2 separate regions of the Mus musculus genome follow, and region 2 is linked to region 1. The links are chromatin contacts, called in public ChIA-PET maps. All regions are on one chromosome and are shown on one strand. The core of a region is the stretch at or near the end of the contact, and the rest is flanking DNA. Distances in the headings are between cores, read along the strand shown. Region 1 has its middle 17 kb from the start of Lpcat4. Region 2 holds the start of Slc12a6 (solute carrier family 12, member 6).

Region 1 (7,222 bases), core at 1,995-4,494:
TTTGTTTAGCTCTGAGCCCCATCTTTTAAGGGGGTTATTTGATTTTCTGGAGTCCACCCTCTTGAGTTCTTTATATATATTAGATATTAGTCCCCTATCTGATTTAAGATAGGTAAAGATCCTTTCCCAATCTGTTGGTGGCCTTTTTGTCTTATTGTCGGTGTCTTTTGCCTGACCAAGGCAAGTCTTATAAAAAACAACATTTAATTGGGGCTGGCTTACAGGTTCAGAGGTTCAGTCCATTCTCATCAAGATGGGAGCATGGCAGTATCCAGGCAGGCATGGTGCAGGAGGAGCTGAGAGTTCTATGTCTTCATCCAAAGGCTGCTAGTGGAAGACTGACTTCCAGGCAATTAGGGTGAGGATCTTATACCCACACCCAAAGTGACACTCCCATTCCAACCAGTTCACACCTATTCCAACAAGGCCACACCTTCAGATGGTGTCACTCCCTGGTCCAAGGATATACAAACCATCACAGTGTGGTAGGTGGATGGAAATCAGAAGTATGTCTCCCATATACTTTTGGGATCATATGTATTTTTTGCTTATTTCAGAGATAAGTTATAACAAAAAAAAGAATTCTCATGAGAAATCATTTTGTTACTTTTTAGTTATTTACTTAGTTCAAAATATGAAATGAATCGTATGTAACATACACTATCCTCGAAATAAACACAAGGAAAAGATAGTCAGCCCCTGGGGGTTGCAGTTAGCATTGTAGCCTCCTCCCCCCATATCACTTTTGATATATTTAAGTTGAACTATTTTTTTGAAATCTCTATAATGGAAGATGCTCACTTAACCATCTTGATTCTTATTAGGGGAAAAAACTGGTTGGGGTTCTCCTTGTAGTCTTAATGCTAGCACACCTTTTCTGCCTTTATTCTAGGTCTGTTCTTAGAGGAGTTTGAGTTTGGAGGAAAAAAAAATTGTTAATTTTTTTTCTTAACACCTTCAAGAATATTTACCAAGGCCTTGGGATGAGAGTTGAAATTTTAAAGGAGGAACCTCTGTACAAGGGGACACGAGAGCTGGACAGGGGAGGGGATCCCACCTCTGTGGCTCTAAGTGTATATAGTATGCTGGGTATAACTGTTTCATCACTGTCTTCTGGTGTTTGAGGCGCTCAGATTAAACAACAGCAGCCTCAGCAGCAGTAACTTGTAAATTCTTCACCATCCTTTGTCTCCTCAAACCAGAGGCCTGGAATTATAGTCACTAATCACTTTCCCTGACTACTGAGTTTTCCATTTGCAGTGAACCTTGGAAAATCCTAGAACAGGAAAGGACATAGGGTATTTCCTATTTTTTAAGAAGCACCGCTGTTGTCTTTTGGCATTCTTTGGATGCGCACTAATCTTTCCTAGGGATAATGCTATGAATTTGTGTGGCTGCAGTGAAGGATGTTCAAAATAAACAGCCTTGACTTTGGCACTGCAGCCCTGTTGGTGGGAGTGTTGTTCAGTAGCTCCTTTGCCTGAGGCAGGCACCCGCCCACCCTCCCTCACACCCCTGTCTAATTTCAGCTGCCTCTGAAGCCAGTCCCACCCACGACTTCTTTGTCCTAAGGGTTTCTGTTTTCTAGTGGTTGAAGAGCTCTGCTTCATATCCTTTATTTCAGAAACTGCTATTTGTGTTTTGGTGAAAGATCCAAGAACAAACAGCAGAGCACAGGAAAGAGCTAGATCTGGGAGCGTGTGTTTAGCCAGGAGAATTAGTGTTGCCAGTGTAGGATGTGGACAAGCCAATGCAGAGACGTGTTTGAACACTAATTGTGTTCATCTGGCTTAGCATGGTACCTGGCATCAAGTGATTGCATCATGATTATTCATTGGAAGATAAGTTATATTTATTGATTTTCATGCCATATTTTACAAAAATTATTTATTTGCTCCCAATCAGAACAAATAATATAAGTAATATACAAAAATTAGAACCAAGGAAAATATAAATAAGGACAAGTAAGTAAGTTGAGGTGCATTTAAAAAGAAACACTTGTTCTAAAAAACAATATTTCTGAGACATAGTCTACTCACAAATACTTTTTTTTTTTTTTTCCGAGACAGGGTTTCTCTGTATAGCCCTGGCTGTCCTGGAACTCACTCTGTAGACCAGGCTGGCCTCGAACTCAGAAATCCACCTGCCTCTGCCTCCCAAGTGCTGGGATTAAAGGCGTGCAGCACCACACCCAGCCACAAATACTTTTGATTAAAAAGTTTTTGTCTTTATGTGGCCAGAGAGACGGCTCTGTAAAGTGCTTACAGCGATTGCAGAGAACCTGAGTTCAAGACCCAGATCCCATGTTGACTGTTCACGACCATTGTCAGTCCCACAAATTTCAGAGGGACCTGATGCCTCCGACTTCTGCAGTGCCAGCACTCACATACATGTGCACCAACACACACACACACACACACACACACACACACACACACACTCACACACACATACACCCACACACACACTCACACACCCACACACACCCACACACACCCACACACACACACACTCACACATACACTCACACACACACACACACACACACTCACACACACTCACACTCACACACTAAAACAGCAACTCTTACTTTTCATTTACTTATTCTCTGGGTGTACCAGTGACATGCTTATACAGGCCAGAGGACAGCTTGTGAGAATCCATTCTCTTCTTCCACACGAATCCCAAGGATTGAACTCAGATCTTCAGTCTTGGCAGCAATCGACCTTAACCACTGACCCGTCTTGCTAGTCGGTATTCTGTCACTTTCGAATGTATCTTTTTACATTTGAAAAAGTTCAAAGTAAAATTTAACACACCGAATAACTGTGTAGCCTCAGTATTCTCTAAGGGCTACGTCTTTTATAACTACAGTACCACAGTAAAACCAGGAAACCAGCTTTGATGGATTCTGTGTATGGTTCTTTGTTATTTTAGCACACGTGTGAACTTGGGAGCCCATTGACTCGAACTTGGGTCCTCTGCAATAGCAGTGTACACTCTTAATTGTTGAGCCAACCTTCCAGTACCATAATAATAAAAACTTTTAAATAAAAACATTGTAGAGTAGATTCCGAGTTAGTAATGTTGGCTGGTAGAACAACCGGTTTGTTGTTGTTGTTTTAATCTACCTTCTAAGTTGTCTATTTGTTCTTATTTATATTTTTCCAGTCCCACCTCAGTCAGGATGCAGAGTTATCTGTGTTTTCAAAGATCTCTTTGTGCTTCCTCTCTGTGGTCACAGATGTCTTCCCCTCCCACGACACTTAATCCTGGCAGCCACGAGCTGGGTTAGTCTTCTTTCCATCACCGAGTTCACACATCAACTAAAAGTGTTGTGTGAATAGATCCATCATACAGATATGTCTCTTGACTTGTTTTTCATTTAATGGAGTGCTCTCCAGAGCTGTGTGCTTCAGTACTGCATTTCTATTTTTTTTAAATTACCATTTAGTATTCCACAAAATGGATTTACCAGTTTATTTAACCATGCATAGATTAATAGGCATGTTGATTGTTGCCAGGTTTTAGTGATTCTAAAGCCAGGGTGCTTGTATATAGGCTTTTGTAAAATTTCACTTCTTTAGTCTTTGTACCAGGGAAATAATTGCTAGCTTTTGTTGTTTTTACTTAGTTTTCTGTTACTTTGAGACAGGCCCTGTATTGTGTAGTACAGGTCAGACTCAAACTTACTATCAGATCAGGCTGGCCTTGAACTTGTGATCCTCCTGACTCAGCCTTCCAAATAACTGGGATTGGTATGTTTAGTTTTATAAGAAACTGTCAAACTGTGGTCAATCTTTTCTGTTACCACCCACAACCATCCAGTTGTTCCACATTTTTGCCAGCATTTGGTATTGGATTTCTGTACTATTAATCAATCAATTGATTGATTTATGGGTATGGGTATGTACATCTGTGCATGTAGAGACCAGAGGTGGACCTCGAGATATCTCTGTCCATCTCATCTTTTGAGAAAATGTCCATTTCCAGTACCTGCATTGCACCATTTCTTAGCTAGACTTGTTTGTCAGTGAACTCTGGGGCTCTGCCTGTAGCTGGGGTTAAAGACGTGGGCCACCAACCAAGGTTTTATGTGGATGATGGGGATCTGAAATGAGATTCCTCATGCGTGTGAAGCAGACACTTTACTCACAGAGCCAGGTCCCCAGCCTGTTCATTTCTATGTTATCTGCTATAGCAGGTAGTAGTAGTAGTAGTAGTAGTAGTAGTAGTAGTAGTAGTTGTTGTTGTTGTTGTTGTTTCTGCTTTGTGATCTTATTTGCATTTCTCTAGTGGCTAGTGATAGTGATATCTTTCATTGGTTCTTTAAATTTTCCCCCAAATTTCTTCCTTTTGAACAATGAAACCAACTGAGATCGTAATTCATGTCTCCTGCTTAGCTCTAATTAACGCCCATCTTCGTTTTCCTCCCTTCAGCATCTCACACCTACAGGAGCCTAAAGTAAGAGGACATGATAAGGAAGAAGCTCTCTCATTCCCAGCTGTTGTCTTTTCTTGTAGGAGACATGGACATCCTTGTGCTCATAGATAAGCACTAGGGAAAACAGGAATGTTAAACACACAGGGCCGTCTCTTCAAAAGGAGAATTGTAGAACTTGTTTTATGCCCAGAAAGCTGGGAATGGAGGTGGTTACTAGCTTGGTGACCTTTGTACTATCTGTATGACCGAAACCACACCAGAGCCTCCTCAAGACCTTTAAGAAGTCACATATTATCAATCTATAGAACCCATCTTTATGGAAGATGTCGCATGTACTTTACAGAGAGTTTTGATGTAGTCCTACCAGAAGCTTTATTGTGCATCTGGGATTGAGTTAATTATCAACAGAAAACCGCACCCCCCCCCCCAACTGTGCTGTACTTAACTATCTTAAAATAAACTTCCCAGTGGCAAACTCTTGATGTTGAACCAACACTGGCTGCTGAGTCATGTTGAACTAGACTTCTTTCTTCCCTCACTTGTACGATGCTCTGTTGGTGATGGTGGTTTTAGAGACCATCTGCACACTTTCTGAGGCCCTTCCACTTGCATATGTCTGTCTTTTCTGAAGACTTCCCATCCCCAGATTTCTGTCCTTTCTGATTACTCATCTTTAGACACAGCGGGTGTTATCGCTCAGGATGACCTGTGTCTCATCAAGATAACTGATAGCATCAGGTGTTGGGGCTTCTGTAACAAAGCCTGGACAAGATTTCAAGCTCCTTTCCTACAGCCAATGGGGACACTTCAGCTTCCTGGAATTATGAAGATAAGAAATCCAAAGGCATCCTGTTTCCTAGCTTCTTGGCTTTCTTGGTGGAGGAGTAAGGTACACCATCTTTTCATACCATTTTCATAGCTTTCCTTTTTATTCACTTGTGAGTTTTGACTTTTGTTGTTTGAGGGTTTTTTGTTTGTTTTTGTTTTTTGTTCTGAGTTGTTTGTCTTTGAGATAGGGTCTTAGTTTAGGTTGCTTTCAAATTAACTGTGTAACTCAGGCTGTAAACTTCATTTCTCAAATTCTAGGATCGTACACATGGGCTGCTACGTGTGGAGATGGTTGGTAACATTTTCATATCTGTACATGGTGGGTCTTTGATCAGTTTCACCCCCTTGTCTTCTTCTGCTCCCTCCTCTCTCCTCCTCTCTCCTTTCCTTTTATGATATATAAATTTAAATCTAAATTCACAGAGTGATGGAAGACTTGCAATGTTTTGAGCTCTCACTTTTATGCAGCTGCTATTGTCTTCTTCCTCTTGTACCAAAGGCCACAAAATGAATCTTAAAAGCAGCCACTATGAAGACCAGGCATAGACCTCAACTCTGAAGCACCAGTACCAGAGCCTTCCCACAGGCCTGCTTCCTTCACTGTGGTCCACATGGCAACTGAACCAGCGCCTCTTTGGGAACCCCAATGGTCATTCAGATCTTGTTGATCCTAATAGAGCAAGACGCCATCCGGCTATATGCCCATGCTACGTAGGGTGCAGGTCAGAGAGGGATTCCCAGGTTGGGTTGGAGACCCAAACATGCGATGCTGATGATGCTTTTCCACAGTCATGCTACAGGTCACAGTCATGGCTGGGGACTCCATTACCTTTTTGAAGCTCTCTTGAAGACAAGATCTCTGGAATCTTCCACACAGTTGTCCTTGACATGAGCCTATTAGGACTTACTTCAAATGACATCCATGTCCTAGTCCTTCTGGACTCTTCTCGTGGAGGAGCTGCAGATGGAGCAACATCCAGGTGTGGTGAGTATGGTCATCGGAAAGATAGAGATAGGAGAAGGCAGACTTTCCACCATACTGGAAATCCCAGAAGCCCCTACTTTAGTTTTCCTCTTGAGTCTTGTAGCCTCAAATCTTCTGGACAGAATGGGGCTCCCACTCAGCTGGGATTGCTCTGACCTTTTGCACCCCTTCCTCGTCTTTCCCTAACTGGGAAGCTTCATCCCAGAGCTGACCCTTGTTAGTTCCCCTCTGTGCCCCCCCCTCCCCCCCCCCCCCCCGTGCCTGCTGAGTCATAATCCACTTCTGGGTGAGATCTGCAGACTTTCTTTCTTATCCCCCTCCATCCACTGCAAGTTGAAAACAGAGAAGAGTCTGATCTCTACCCCACCCTTCCAGGGAAACCCTCACATCTTTTTGCTCTGCCCACAGACACCTCTTTCGTGCTCCCCCAGGGCATGGCCATCTGCCAGTGCTACTCTGAGGTTTTTTCCTCGTTCTTGGTCAACTCTTGGGACTCAGTGTTCCGGGTGTCTGTGCCCAGGTGTTTCTGTTCACAGTGCCCAAGGCACTGCCCTGTTGTTTTCTGTGTTAAATTGAAGAATGACCTGATCATCCAAACATTGCCCAGTGAAGAACTGCACACATCCATCTTGGGATCTCACTGTGAGGCTGTAAGGAAGAGATAGGATCCACTGGCCATGCTCAGTTGTGCAGAGAAGCTGGTCTGTCCAGGGACATCAGGACAGGGAACAGTCCCTCAGCAGCCACTACTATTTCTCCATCATTAGGATGCAGTAGGGAAGTTGACTCTCATCTTCGGAAATGTATCTTCTATCTTCTTAGTAGCCGTGGCCAGTGTAAGGGTTGGAGGTAGCTAGGTTAGGACAGAGCACAGACAAAGCATGGTTTGCTTCGCTCATTGAAAAAGTTCATTCTGTTGGGCAAGGGTGGAAAGGGGAATACTGTAAGCGCATTTTGTATTATCT
Region 2 (7,222 bases), core at 2,586-5,085, 44 kb before region 1:
GGCCTCCTGAACAGATGAACTCCAGGTTCAGTGAGTCCTGTTTTAAAAAGGAAAGTGTAGCCGGGTAGTGGTGGCCTACGCCTTTAATCCTAGCACTTGGGAGGCAGAAGCAGGCAGATTTCTGAGTTCAAGGCCAGCCTGGTCTACAGAGTGAGTTCCAGGACAGCCAGGGCTACACAGAGAAACCCTGTCTCGAAAAACAAAAAGCAAAAACCAAACAAACAAAAAAAGGGCTTGGGATTGGATGAGACCTACTTATACAATATAGAACTGGGAAAGCAACTGGGTAGAGTAACTTCCACAGGAACTGTAGTGATTCCAAATGTAGATATATAACATCCTCTAACATTTTCTTAAAAGGCTAATGTGCCCTAAGCACTTAGTGCATATTGGATCACCTTTCAAATTATATGAAAGTGTTTTCTATGTATGTAGCATTAGTCATCTTCCCTTTGAGCTGTGGTCAGCACTGGTTTCATAGTTGAACCAGCTGGAGAGGTTTTCCTTTTTTAATATTAATATAAATAAATCATAATCTTTAAAAAATTGCACTAGGACAGAAACATTTAAAACAATTCTCTCGTTTCATCATATATAGATATACATATAGATACATACATCTGCTTCTCTGCTTCAGCAGTTGCCTTTCATCTTTCATCTCCCTTTATCTATCTATCTATCTATCTATCTATCCATCTATCTATCCATCCATCCATAAGGCTGGCCTCCAGAGATCCGCCTGTCTCTGCCCTCTGCCTCACAAGTGCTGGGATTAATGGAGTGTGCCATCATCTCTGGCTCTTCACCATATCTTTTAAAATTCTGTTGAATTTCTGTTGGATATGTCTGTAAGTTCTTTGACTCACTACTGAGCACAAAATAGATGTGATATCATAAATTATATTAGGTGCAAAAACTGTGCCCCTGTCCTCAAGAACTTTATAATCTGGTTGGGAAAGATATGTAAATAACAACAAAGTGCTATAGATATTATAGTTATAGTCTTGAGTAGGGATATAAAAATATAAGACCTGATCAAGTTGACTGGAATATAGGACTGAATAAAAAGTTATCAGTACTCCTTGAAAGGACTTATGTAGATTGTAGTTTTTAATTGGCATTTTTTATATTTTATTTACATTTCAAATGTTATCCCCTTTCCTAGTTTCCCCTCTGAAAATCGCCTATTCCCCACCCCCACCCCCTGCTCCCTAACCCACCCACTCCTGCTTTCTGGCCCAGGCATTCTCCTATACTGGAGCATAGAACCTTCACAGGACCAAGGGCCTCTCCTCCCATTAAGGACCGACTAGGCCATCCTCTGCTACATATGCAGCTAGAGCCATGAGTCCCAACATGTGTTTTCTTTGATTGGTCGTTTAGTCCCAGGGTTCTCTGGGGGTACTGGTTAGTTCATTTTGTTGTTCCACGTATGGGGCTGCAAACCCCTTCAGCTCCTTGGGTACTTTCTCTAGCTCCTTCATTGGGGACCCTGTGCTTCGTCCAATGGATGGCTGTGAGCATCCACTTCTGTATTTGTTTAATGGGCATTTTTTAACAATTCAAATGTAATGTGATGAATTAAAGATTAAGATCATAATTTGGAAGTAATTTGGTGCTGGCTTGGGATGTAGCTCAGTTGACAGAGTGCCTGCCTTGAGTTCCATCCACAGCATCCCACAAAACTGGGTGTGGTTGAAAAAGGCCTTCAATCCCAACACTTGGGAGGTAGAGCCAGGGTCAAGCTCATCCTTGACCATATAGAAAACTCAAGGTCAGCCTGAGCTACTTGAGATCCTGTCACAAAATATATATATATATATATATATAGATAAATAAATATGGTAGAAAAGGAAGTTATGATCTTTTATCTCATACTTTAACATAGTGTATATAATCCAGTGTAAGGTTTATTAAGCAACAGAAAGCAGTCAGACTAGGAATTAACTCATACTACTGCCATAAAAGAAACATGACTCGCTAAAGATTAGTTAATTTTGGAACTATAAGCTTTACCAAGTCTATCTTTCTCAAGACATTAAAAACAAGCAAATTTGAGGAACTAAAACTATTCTGGCTTCCGGAACACTTAAGGTCAGGAGGAACACTATTTCCTGAGACCGGAAATGGTAAGATAGCCTTGCTTTAACAAGTCACTGTCTAAAGCCATGTTTTCAAACTTGTGTAGAATAGAATTTTTAAAAGTCTTTAAGATTCTTAAGGGAAAAACTTAAATAATAAAAAAAAAGACTTATGCTGGTCCGAATGAGGCATAAAACTAAGTGGCAGTTCTCAAGTTTTTTAACTGAGTCTGGAAAAAGTAACTTTCCTCCTTGCATCACCTCTTCCCACTAAATCAAAGGAAAACTTCTAATTCAAGTCAGGCTCGTCAGCTCAAGGTCAAGTCTGGAAAGTGGTTAATACGAACAGAAGTGGCTTCTATAGGTTCTGACTACAAAACTCAATATACAATATACAAAATAGTTATCTAAAGCTCAGCAGGGAAATTATGTGGGAATCATGCACGAGAAGTCCCTCTCGAAAGTTCCATTCTTTCAAGAGAGTACCACTTCCTTGAGTGAATTCAGTTACTTTAAATACTCTATAAAAACATAAATTTCAAAAAATAATTTTATGACACCCAACTGAATCTGCAAAAGAATCCAGTAAGACACAAGATGTAACAACCTGCCTTAAACGCTGACTTAGGAGTCAAAGCCCCAAAGCTCTCTAGAAAGCGCATATCCAGCCCATTAAAATTTTAGTTTAGAACTTTTTTTGTGTGTTGTAAAAGATTTAATTTTTTAAAAATAGTCATTTTAATTAGAAATAAGACAGAAATAAGGAAACCAAAATAGACATTTCCTTGCCCTCTTGCCAGCTACTTTCCCACGCCAAAAAGACTACTGCAGTGACCTACTAACTGTCGCTATTATTCCCACACTCGTAAGCATCACAGAAACGTGGGCCTTAATTTATGATTATAAAATTAGGGTAGTTAGCCAACATGGACAACCCAAGGGTTGAAACACCCGGCTCTCTGAGTCTCTACTTACCCTCCGTAACATCCTGGGGATTAGAAGTCCGGTCACTGGAAGGATCTAGGGCAACAGTTGCCAGAGAAGTAGTAGCCCCAGACAGTTCGCTCATAGGCTCACTACGGCTTGTTTCTGGCACACTTTCTCGGGAGCTAAATCTTACTCGAGAACTAGACCGAGAGCTGAGGTCCGGGCTGGTGTCTGACAAACCTGGAATGTCATCAATCTTAGTTGGTGTCACCATGAACCGAACTGAGGACATCTTGGTGGTGGCTTCTGGTGGATGCATTTTCCCCCCCCTTTCCTTTTTGACAAAGAAAAAAGGAAAAGCTCACAAAAACTCTTCCTCCTACACTAGCTACTTCTGATTGCAAAAATAGAAGGGGAAAAAAAACCAAAAACCCTCAATTACCCTGATTTACAGCCCACAAAGGCCCAATTAAGAATCCGTGTATAGAATTCAAGCCAGCTGTTTTATAAAGTGCCCCACCAGTAACTGAAAAATAATTTTCGAGAAAACAAAATAAGAACAAAACGATGCTAATCCTGTATAACTTGGTTCTTTCAGAATCCTAGCTATCTCCCCTGGTCCAGGGCTGAGGGCTCCGTGCCATGATCTCACAGCAGCTGGTGACGCCTCCCTCTGCTCAACCCCCAGGGTCCGGATGAGGTAGTTAGTCCTTTATCTGCCGAGTGTCCCACGGTTCTAGCTGAGGACGGAGCATGCAGGCCCACCCTTATCAGGCGTATAAGAGCGTGGATCAGATTGCGCAAAGGTGTGCACCAGCCACCTGTTGTGTATCAGGTGAATACCCCACAGGTCTGGCTGGGAGGAGGTGTGTGCTGAGCCACCCGATGTTTTTGAGGTCGATAATCCACTTGGGTCTGGTGGGAGAGATGCGCATGCATAACGGGAAAATACCCCCACACTACAGGAAGGAGAAAGAGGAGAGCCACGAGAGGATGCCGAAGCAGAGTGGATTCCTGCCTCCCAGAGGTCTCGTCCTGGCAAAGGAGCTGGAGGCGGCGGCTAGCGGATCAGGGCAGCTCCCACTGCAGGGTCGTGGCAGGTCGTGGCGAGTCCCTCAAGCCCACGACCGCTCGCCGTGTTTGCACTGCGTGTGACAGGACGCGCTTTCCTCCCGGGGCCCGTTAGCCTCTCGCCGGCTTTCCTTGGGTCTCGGCGGAGGGAGAAGACGGCCAGGCAGGCTGGTCCCGGCTACGGAGGAGGTCGCAGGTGCGGGAGCCCGCGCCAGCTGATGCGGGTGCGCGCGCAGCTGTTGTTTACTAGCCGCTAACCGTTCCGGAGCCGCGGCGCGCAGGAGGCCCCCTCCCCGGCAGACGCCCGAGGCCGTTACGTGACCTCGCCGCCCCCCGCCCCGGGCGCGGCGGGCTGTGCCCGCGCCGCCGCAGCCCTCCCCTTTCCGCCCCTCTCGTTCCTCATTCGAGGTTAACCGTCCGGAGAAGTCTGGGGAGCTAGAGGGCGGCGCCGTCCTGCGGCCGGGCAACAGCAGCCCCGCCCGGAGCATGCAGCGCGGGAGACAGAGGGCACCACGCCTGCGCGGACCGGCGACTCTCACGTGGAGCACGACGGGAACTGTAGTCCGCCCTAGGGTCTGAACGCGTGTGGCGAGCTGCTTTTTCCTCACCTGTGCTCCACGTACTCAGTATGCTGCTTAGAGGCACTCAGTGAACACTGACCCGCGAACCGCAAGGGTCATCTCTAAAAGCTCTCTGGAAACCTTAACTCTATGGCACCCAAACCTCCCATTACGGTATCTAGTTACCTTAGATGTGACCTCTGTAAAAATTCAGTTGTCTTTTCTAAGACACCTGTATCTTGTTCATCATTATGGGCTACTTTCCCCTTTCTTGTTCATATCCTTTTGAAACTGCAAGCCAGGCTTAAATTTCCATTAAAGAGAACTTATACAGACATGGAGAAGACATTGGGATATCTGCTCTGCAACATTTCCAGGATTTGACCCACTTTATTAACACTAGAATGTTTATTTAATTCGTCAAGGTGTTTTAATAACTTTCAGTTCAACCATGTTTTACTTGAAAACGCTCTGAAAGTTTGATCAAAATGCAGAAACTCACTGGAGCCTTTCCTGAGACCTTTCCTTTCCTCCTAGTTGCAAATCAGTGGACTTAATAATGGAGCAGGAGGCTAGACCCTCAGTGGTTAACAGCGTTTACTGCTCTGAAGGAAACCCTAATTCCGTTCCCAGTTCTCATGGCCCTGTAACTCCAGGTCTAGGTGATAAGACCCATGCTGGCACTGCACTTAAATACACATAAAAGATTTATAGTTTAAAAAAAAAATGAATCAAAACCATCTTAATTCCAGGGCTTGGAAATTCACTTTGACCAAATGGCAATTTCCAGTCGAGTTTGATAGCTTGGAAATAAAACGAAACCCGTTAAAATGTAAAATTGTATTAGATCTTTGAGTATTTGACATATCCAAAGCCCTTGATTCTATCCTCATCAGTGAGGGTGGGGGCAGGGTTAGAAAACTGGTACACTTATTTATTTTGAGTGTACAAATACATGAGTCCTTCTGATTATAGGTCCCAGGATCTGAACCCAGATCTGCAGGCTTGTGGGTGAAGCACCTTTGCTGCCAAAATACCTCTTTTGCTCTTTAGAGAAAGTGAAACATGAGTTCATGTTGCACAGGATGTCCTCAAACTATATAGCCGAGGATGACTTTCTTTTTTCTTTTGTTTTTTTTCCAGACAGGGTTTCTCTGTATAGCCCTGGCTGTCCTGGAACTCACTCTGTAGACCAGGCTGGCCTCGAACTCAGAAATCCACCTGCCTCTGCCTCCCAAGTGCTGGGACTAAAGGTGTGCGCCACCACTGCCCGGCAGAGGATGACTTTCAACTTCTGACCTGCCTTTACTTCCCAAGTGCTGGAATTATGGGGTCACTAAACCCAGTCTTCTGTAAAGCTATGTGCATGTTAGAAAGTCACTGGACCTACTATGTTATGTACACCCTCAGCTCCCTTTAGTTTTCTGATACAAGGACTAACTACATAGCCTAGGCTGGCTTGGAACTCATAGGGATCCTTCTACCTCATTCTATGACAGAATTAGACATCAGCTACCATGCACAGCCTGGATTTTTAAATATAGCCTATAGCTAGCTAATGGCTGGGCAGTGGTGATGCACACCTTTAGTCCCAGCACTTGGGAGGCAGAGGCAGGCAGATTTCTGAGTTCGAGGTCAGCCTGATCTACAGAGTGAGTTCCAGGGCAGCCAGGGCTATACAAACCCTGTCTCGAAAAACCAAAACCAAAACCAAAACCCAAACCAAACAAAAACCTTACAAATGTACTGTGTCTTGAAAAACCAAAACCCACACCAAACCAAACCAAAAACCTTACAACTGTTCTTGAAGAAAAGAAGCCCATCTCCTCAGGAATCTACTTTCTAAGGCAGCCTTGATGGCCATTCAAACTTCACAGACTTTACAATGACATTTTGCGCAATTTCTGCTCTCTGACACATGCCAGTCTTTTTGCATGTATTTATATGCACTACCTAGCTCACTCTGACAGCTCTTCCTCTTGCCCCCAAACACATAATCAAGCTCCCTAAAGCCATGTGTATCCAGGGGATTGTCTAAGTCATTGCTAGAGTCACACGTTTCCTTTTCTCCATGGTGACTAGTACTACCTCCAGGTTGAAGTCTTTATTTTGGTATGCACAGCTCGTGGCATAGAAGTAATGCTAACAATGCTAATGTTTTATTTTTGCAATCGAAGGACAGAATTAATTGTATCCAATACTGAAAAAAACCAAGAAGACATATCTCCTACCAGACAGATTTCACTGGCTTGGTAAAGAAACATCCACAGGCTGGCGCACACCTTTAAGATAGTGTTCAAAGGCAGAGGCAGTTAGACCTGAGGTCCAGGGCAGCCAGCTCTACATAGAGACTCTGTCTAAAGAGAGAAAAAGAAAACTTCCAGGGTTGGGCATACTTGTTATCTCAGAACTCAAAATGTAGTGGTAGGACTGGAGAGAGGGGTGCTTCCCAGAGGACCTGTGTCTATCCCCTGCAGTCACAGAAAGACTAGCTATCAGTCTCTAGTCACCAGGGATCTGACTCCCTCTTCTGGTCTTGATGGTTACTGGCACATATAGGCATAGACACATGTCGGTAAAATA

Evidence for each region. ChIA-PET counts read pairs in DNA pulled down with a chosen protein or histone mark.
Region 2: an RNA polymerase II ChIA-PET map of effector CD8 T cells shows a contact between it and region 1, with 5 read pairs. The contact joins the promoter of Slc12a6 here to the enhancer-like site in region 1. A contact is called at or near these places in 1 of 39 promoter capture datasets (macrophages), 5 of 15 datasets of contacts at CTCF or cohesin (CD8 T cells, the G1E-ER4 cell line, the NIH/3T3 cell line and 1 more), 38 of 484 Hi-C or Micro-C datasets (the AML12 cell line, CD4 T cells, CD8 T cells and 27 more), 12 of 115 datasets of contacts at active chromatin or transcription factors (CD8 T cells, the HPC-7 cell line, bone marrow-derived dendritic cells and 5 more) and 3 of 9 other capture datasets (adipose tissue, liver and pancreatic islet).

Annotation. Positions count from the first base shown.
Region 1 is chr2:112,218,828-112,226,049 of GRCm38.p6, reverse strand. No RefSeq gene overlaps it. Among named protein-coding and RNA genes, the nearest start is that of Lpcat4, 17 kb to the left of the region's middle. Within about 2 kb of position 3,244, at least 9 of the 459 cell types and tissues checked have an H3K27ac peak or open chromatin away from gene starts, as enhancers often do. A contact at or near this core is called in Th1 cells and effector CD8 T cells, where this site is marked.
Region 2 is chr2:112,262,927-112,270,148 of GRCm38.p6, reverse strand. Slc12a6 (solute carrier family 12, member 6) reads right to left here and starts at 3,835. Exons shown (of 25, transcript NM_133649.2): 1 at 3,057-3,835. The coding sequence starts at 3,327.